Linked DNA regions of Mus musculus: region 1 is linked to region 2. The links are chromatin contacts, called in public promoter capture Hi-C maps. All regions are on one chromosome and are shown on one strand. The core of a region is the stretch at or near the end of the contact, and the rest is flanking DNA. Distances in the headings are between cores, read along the strand shown. Region 1 holds the start of Qser1 (glutamine and serine rich 1). Region 2 holds the start of Commd9 (COMM domain containing 9).

What was found. Promoter capture Hi-C pulls out the DNA fragments that hold promoters and counts their contacts.
Region 1: a promoter capture Hi-C map of pre-B cells shows a contact between it and region 2, with 2.8 times the contacts expected there. The contact joins the promoter of Qser1 here to the promoter of Commd9 in region 2. A contact is called at or near these places in 3 of 39 promoter capture datasets (the C10 cell line, liver and pre-B cells) and 1 of 9 other capture datasets (liver).

Annotation. Positions count from the first base shown.
Region 1 is chr2:104,815,084-104,818,092 of GRCm38.p6, reverse strand. Qser1 (glutamine and serine rich 1) reads left to right here and starts at 1,397. Exons shown (of 12, transcript NM_001123327.2): 1 at 1,397-1,493. 2310047K21Rik (a long non-coding RNA gene) reads right to left here and starts at 1,171. Exons shown (of 3, transcript XR_003953885.1): 1 at 1-1,171.
Region 2 is chr2:101,885,008-101,888,089 of GRCm38.p6, reverse strand. It overlaps Commd9 (COMM domain containing 9), which reads right to left and starts at 1,828. Exons shown (of 6, transcript NM_029635.3): 1 at 1,771-1,828. The coding sequence starts at 1,821.

The DNA.
Region 1 (3,009 bases), core at 148-2,647, 2.9 Mb before region 2:
AGAAGGTTTTTCACTAAAAACAGCATAGAAACAAAAGAATGAAGGCGCCAGGAGGAAAACATAGTCTCAGAACAAAATCAGTCTCGGAGGGGATGGCAGATCTAATGGCAGGTATTACAGAAGTTTAGATAGTCACCAGAGATAGAGAGTATCAGCTCTATTAGGTCTTCCGTTACGCCTGTCTGATTGGCTTAAACCTTTGTGCTAGTCTTTATCTTGAGAGATCTCTTTGCTAAGCACGTGATAGGTGTTAAGCCAATATTGATTTTTTTTAAAAGGAGAGATAGTCATTAAATCTAAGCTTCACGGTTAGTTTTAACTTTCAACTTATGGATCACAAGCCAAACGATTCATATGATCCCTGAATTTCATTACTCATAAGGAGAAACAGTTCGGGTAGGCACGACCTCAAAGTCATCAAATTACTCACACCACACAGCTTAGAAGTCCGATAAGGCAATGTTTGGGTAGAGTCTTGCAGAGATTAAACATCTTGAGCAGAGAGCCCCAACAAAGTGCATAGTGAGTTCGAATGTATTGTAATTAAAGTCATCCAGATGGTAGTTGGACTAATCAATGATGAGGCGGTATTTATCTTGGGATAGAAGATTCTGAACTCCAGAGTAAGAAAATCCCCAAGGTGGGGGGTGGGGACAGTTAATAAGTGCCCCTGGGAAAGGCCCATTCAGCTAGGGCTGCAAAATTCGTTTGAATTTGAATCAATTTGAATAGAAATCTCCCCCAGGAAGCAGGAACCAGATCCTCTAAGCCCAGCAAACTTTGGGCAGGAAGCGAGTACTGCAAAGCAACAGTCCCTTGTCTGTGGTTTGGGGCGCAGAGAAAGAAATCACAAGCGGGAATCGAGTGTTTGAGTTCCTTCAAAGAACCCGGGAGCGCAGAGTAACGAACTCCAGGCACAGTGCTGGCAAGCCCTCTCCTGTCCGCACCCATGCGGGTGCTCCGGCGCGTAGGCCTTCTCTTCACCGCTAGGGCGTCCACGGAGCAGCCCTCGTCCGGCCCGGCTCCCGAATCCGCAGCCAGCAGCGCGGGGCGCCGAGGGGGGCGGGGCGACGAGCGGGCGGAGGGCGCGGGAGGTGCATCCTGGGAAATCCAACAACATGGGGCGCCCGGGCTGCGGGCGCTGTGGCCGCCTCGCGTCCCGGCCGCAGGCGCCGCCGCTCTCCTGACGTCCGAGCCGAGGCCCGCCCGCCGCAGCCCGGTTCCCCCGCCCAGGCGCCCCCGCCCCCCGGCCGCGCCATGTGAGGGGCAGCTCCCGCCACCGCCTCTTCCTCCCCGCGCCTCCCGCCCGCCCCCGCCGCCTCAGCCCCCGCCATGGACGCGCACTACGCGCCCGCGGGCTTCGCTGAGCCTCCCGCGCCCCCCGCCAGCGCCGCCACGCAGCCCGCTGCCCCCGCCTGGGCCTACGAAGCCCGGGTCCCGGCCGCCGCCTCCAGCCCCAGCTGCAGCGGCAGCAGTCCCAGCCTCAAGGCCAGGTAGAGAGGGTGGGCGCGGGGTCTCACTGGGCCAGGAAAGGCCGCGGATGCGCCGGGGCCTGTGCCCGCCCCTCTCGGGGGCCCAGGCCGGGTGGGGAGCCTTCGAGGCGCCCTTCTTTGCTCCCGGGAGAGGCGGTGGACAACTCCTGGCGGGTGGTCCCGGCTGGGAGGGGGCGCATGGTGCAGGATTCGCTCCTGGGGCGGGTCGGGGCGTGGGGCAGAAAGGGAAGGTTGGGTGGGATGGAGGGGCGCAGTCACCTCTCGGTGCTGGACTCCCACATGGTAAAGTTTAAGCTCCGGGCTGACCTCGGTATCTGGGGAACCGGGACTGACTCCGCGGGGAGGCCTAAAGGGGCGCCGCGGAGTCCTGGGCAGTGACATTCCATTGTATTGGAATCTGGGTGGCCGACAATGTGGTGTTGGGGGCTTCGGCAGTGTGAAGGTGAGGGCGGTGGCAGGGCATGACGAGGAGCGGGGCCGTGTCGCTGACACTGGGGGTCCTGGGATGACTGGGCTGCAAGAGAACCCCCAGGGCGGGACACGAATGCAAAGCAGGGGCTGGGTGACATATGTTTATAGTGATGTAGTGTTCCACGCGTTCAAAGTTGCTTTTGGGTTTCCTCTGCTTTTAACAACGGCAGGAAGTCAAGATTCCCTCTTGGCTTTCAGTGTCTGGGGGTGACTGAGTTTTGGGAAGCGTTGAGGGCTGGTGGTCAAAGAAGGCTCTAGAGGTCGAAGACCCAAAGCATGCTTCTCCGTCTCCACTTCATTGTATAGTGCGGCTCTCCAGCATGGGCAGTAGACCCCAAAATGGGGACTCCTGTTTGCTATTTAAGCTCGCGAGAAATGTGTAGCAGTACTACACTTTGAAATGGTCACATTCGAATGATAACTGGAAGGCGTGGTCTGGCTTTGGGAGCGGGGTACTTTTTAAAAACCGCCTCCCCTAAACAATACTCGATCTAGTAGGTATAGCTTCTGACCCAAGAACAGGGAAATCCTGGCTGGTAATGACTTCATCCTCAGCTACCAACAGGAAGCCTTGTACCTATGTGATCTCACCAGGTTTCTAAACGATTTAAACGACACGAGTGAACTTTTTATTTCACTTTACACATTCTAATTACCTTTGTTTTTATGAAAGTGCCGCATTCATGATTTAGAATAGATGTGTAAAGAATTAACTAGTCTTTGTCTTAGATAGTCTCGGAGTTATTATGAAAGAAAGAAAAATAATAATGCTTCAATAAAAGAGTAATTATAAACCTCAGAAAAATCTTTTGTTTAAAAAGAGCCCGGATTTTTAAAAAGAAAGTGATTTTTCCAGTTTCGAGCTAACTGGAGACGCTGAGGTCTTACAGAAATAGCTATAGTGTCGTGTTATTGTAAATAAAACATTTTGAAGAATTTTTAGGAAGAATATTAGACCCTTCCTTGGTTATTTTTGGTGGTAGTTTATCATTTTACAGAGAACAGTTACATTATCTATATGACTTACAATTTTTTCTCTCCAGAG
Region 2 (3,082 bases), core at 579-3,078:
TTTTCAACAGACCAATGAGCAAACAAATAGAATACACTACAGAATACTTCGAAGAAATAAAAAGGAAGCAATTGTGAATACCTATGATTTGTATGATTCTCTCTGGAGTAGTGGTCTCTCGGTCTTCCTAATGCTGCAACCCTTTAATACAGTCCCTCACGTTGTGGTGACCCCAACCATAACATTATTTTATTGCTATTTCATAGTTTATATCGTGATGTAAATATCTGCTATTCAGGAAAACTGATATGCAACCACAAAGGGGTTTCGATCTACAGCTTGAGAATTAGGCTTAGTGAGGAAAGCCAATCCACAAACATCATCTACACCAAGATTTACAAACGTTCTTGAAATGAAAACTAATGATACAAGAATGTTGAAGTGTCAAGGAATTCTGGAGGCCAACTGCAAGTGAGCTTGGCTGTAAGATGTCAACCCAGGGGTCTTACATAGATAGCTATGCCTTGGAGCTTTACTGGATCAATGTAAATACCCCAACTGTGATATTGTTCTGTAGATATCCAGGAAGTCACCATTAAGGAACATGGGACAAAAATCTCTCTGCATTATTTCCCACAACTACAGGAGATATTATAGTTAGCTTTTAATAAAGTGTATTTAAACAATAGAGCAGTGAAAATGAGCTATTGCTACAATCATGACTGGAAGCCAGATGTGAACACTGATATGAAGAAGTGTTCCATTTCTGTGGAGTTCAGAGACTGAGTAATAGTACATGGTGTCCGAAGCTATGCACTGTTGGGAAGGCAAGTGAAGTAAGTAACCAGGGAGGCACTGGGGGTACTGGTGTCTCAGTCTGTGGTCTGGTGTTGGCTACATGAGTGTGTAGTCATTAAGGGAATTACTAATGATTTCAGTATGCTATATGTTATTTTCCAAAACTTACCAAGGAAAAGAAAATGTCCCAAGACAAGCAAGCATGGAAAAGGAATGGCTTAAATCAACCACAAGGAAGAGAAAAAGCTGCTAAGGAGAACTCTTGGATCCTAGTCACAGCTCCACTATACTAAAGCCCTTCATAGCTATTTCTTCGGCACATACTGGGTGCCAGGTCTTGTTCTTGTTGGCATAGGCTTGTGAACAATGAAGTCAAAGTGCTCAGGAGTGGACTGAGCAAATGCACACTAGGAAGATGGATAACGGAAAGGGCATTATATGTGTGACTTATAATGACAGTGTCACGAGGATCATTTCTGATCTTCAACTGGATAAGAGAGAAGAAAGGAAAACAAGAAGAAACAGAAATCATGTTCCTCAGAAGAGAACACAAAGACATCCATGGTGTGTGCACACTAGTAATAAGTCCTAAGAGGGAATGCAAAGCCACCCTTCTAAGGAGTAACTCAAACTTTATGACGTCCCTAGAAGTACTAGGGTGACAAGAAGGAGAGAATTTCCCTGAGAGAGGCGTAAAGACTGGGATGAAATGGGAACTGGTGACTGTCACCCAAGTGCTCCAATCTATAAAACCACTCGTGGTCACTAATTCTTGGGTGTATTTACATCGACTATCTGATTTTTACTTCCACCTTAATATCTGGGCGTGATTAATTTTGTTGCTCCTGTTTAAAAGCTCAGAAAGGCTGAACGATTTTCTCAGGGTCACACAAAGAAGCACTGACGCGCGGCGGGTAGGGTGGGAGTGGGACAATGCTCCAAGTCAGGGCCGGTTTATTCCCAATTCTTGCTTTGCACCAAGTCCCAGACCCTAAGACGGTGGCCGCACGCGTCCCCACCCCTTCAAGATACCTTCAGTAGGCTCTGGAGCGCCACGAAATGCTCTGCTGTCAAGGCCGCCATCTTTCTGGAGTCACGTGACAGCCGGAGCAAGCGGAGCGTGCCTCGTGACCCCTCGCAGGACATGCTGGGAGTTGTAGTTCTTCACCGTGGCTGGCGGGAACGGCGTGCAAAGAACCAGGAAGTCTTCCTCCTGTATGACTAAGCTCAAAGACCAGAGGGCTGAGATACTGAGAGAACTCGGATATAGAATGATTTCCAGGGAACAACTGGCTGGACATCCTAGGTCAGGGAAACTGGTTTTGCCTTTGCCCCTCTGGGTAGGCTGGCTGATCTGGTGAATGCACCTGCAGACTTGGCAGACACCTTGGCAACTTAGATGCCCAGAAGAGATCGGCCTACTCACCATCTGGATTTAAATGAAGCTTTGCCTATTTGAATTCTTGGAATTCACACACACACACACACACACACACACACACACGCTCACATGCCTGCAGTACTCCCTAAAAACAAAACAAAACAAAAAAAACAAAAAACAAAAAACAACGCTTCAAGGCATATAGTTTCTTCTCTGTTTGTGGAGAGATAGGAGCCTTTGTAACTAGCCTTATCCAGACAGTCAAGCTAAGTCACTTAGGGTTCTTAGTAACTTTCCTGTGGTCCAAGAAGAGGTCTGGTTTGAAGGGCAGCTGATTAGGAAAGGGGTTAGAAAGGAAGAAGGCGTGTGAAGATATTGACTATCTTAGCTCTGTGCACCTCCGGCACGGTCTCTTCTGTCTGCATTCTTTCCCTTAAAACTGAGTGTTGAGGGTCATGCAGCAAGACCTGCCAACACCTTCCTCAGAGGCAGACCCTCCAGTCTTCAGAGAGTCTGAAAGTGGCAGTCGCTGGGTCAAAGGCTTAACTACAACCTTGCTATGGGTTGAGTCTGAAATCTGTTTTGCAGGTTCATCCTGTGGTCACTTGGACCCTAGCTTTGTGGGACTGCTGAATGTTAGAACCCTTAGGATCTGGGACCTTGCTAGTGAAGGTCTCTAGTGGCAGGCCTTTGGGGGTTATGCTGCTTCTGGTTCTGGCCTGATTGCATGGTGTCTTGTCTGCTGCTGTGTAAGAAGTCTTGGCTGTACATTATTGCCACCCTGCTCTGCCATGTTGGACTACAACTTCTGAAACCATGAACCAGAATAAATCTTCCTCCTCTAAGTTGTTTCCATCTAGTTCCTGTCACAGTGACACACCAGTAACCAATGCACTTGAGAAATTGAAAGCATAACAACTCAACTGAGCCATCCCAGGCTTTCTGGCTTTGAAATATTGTATA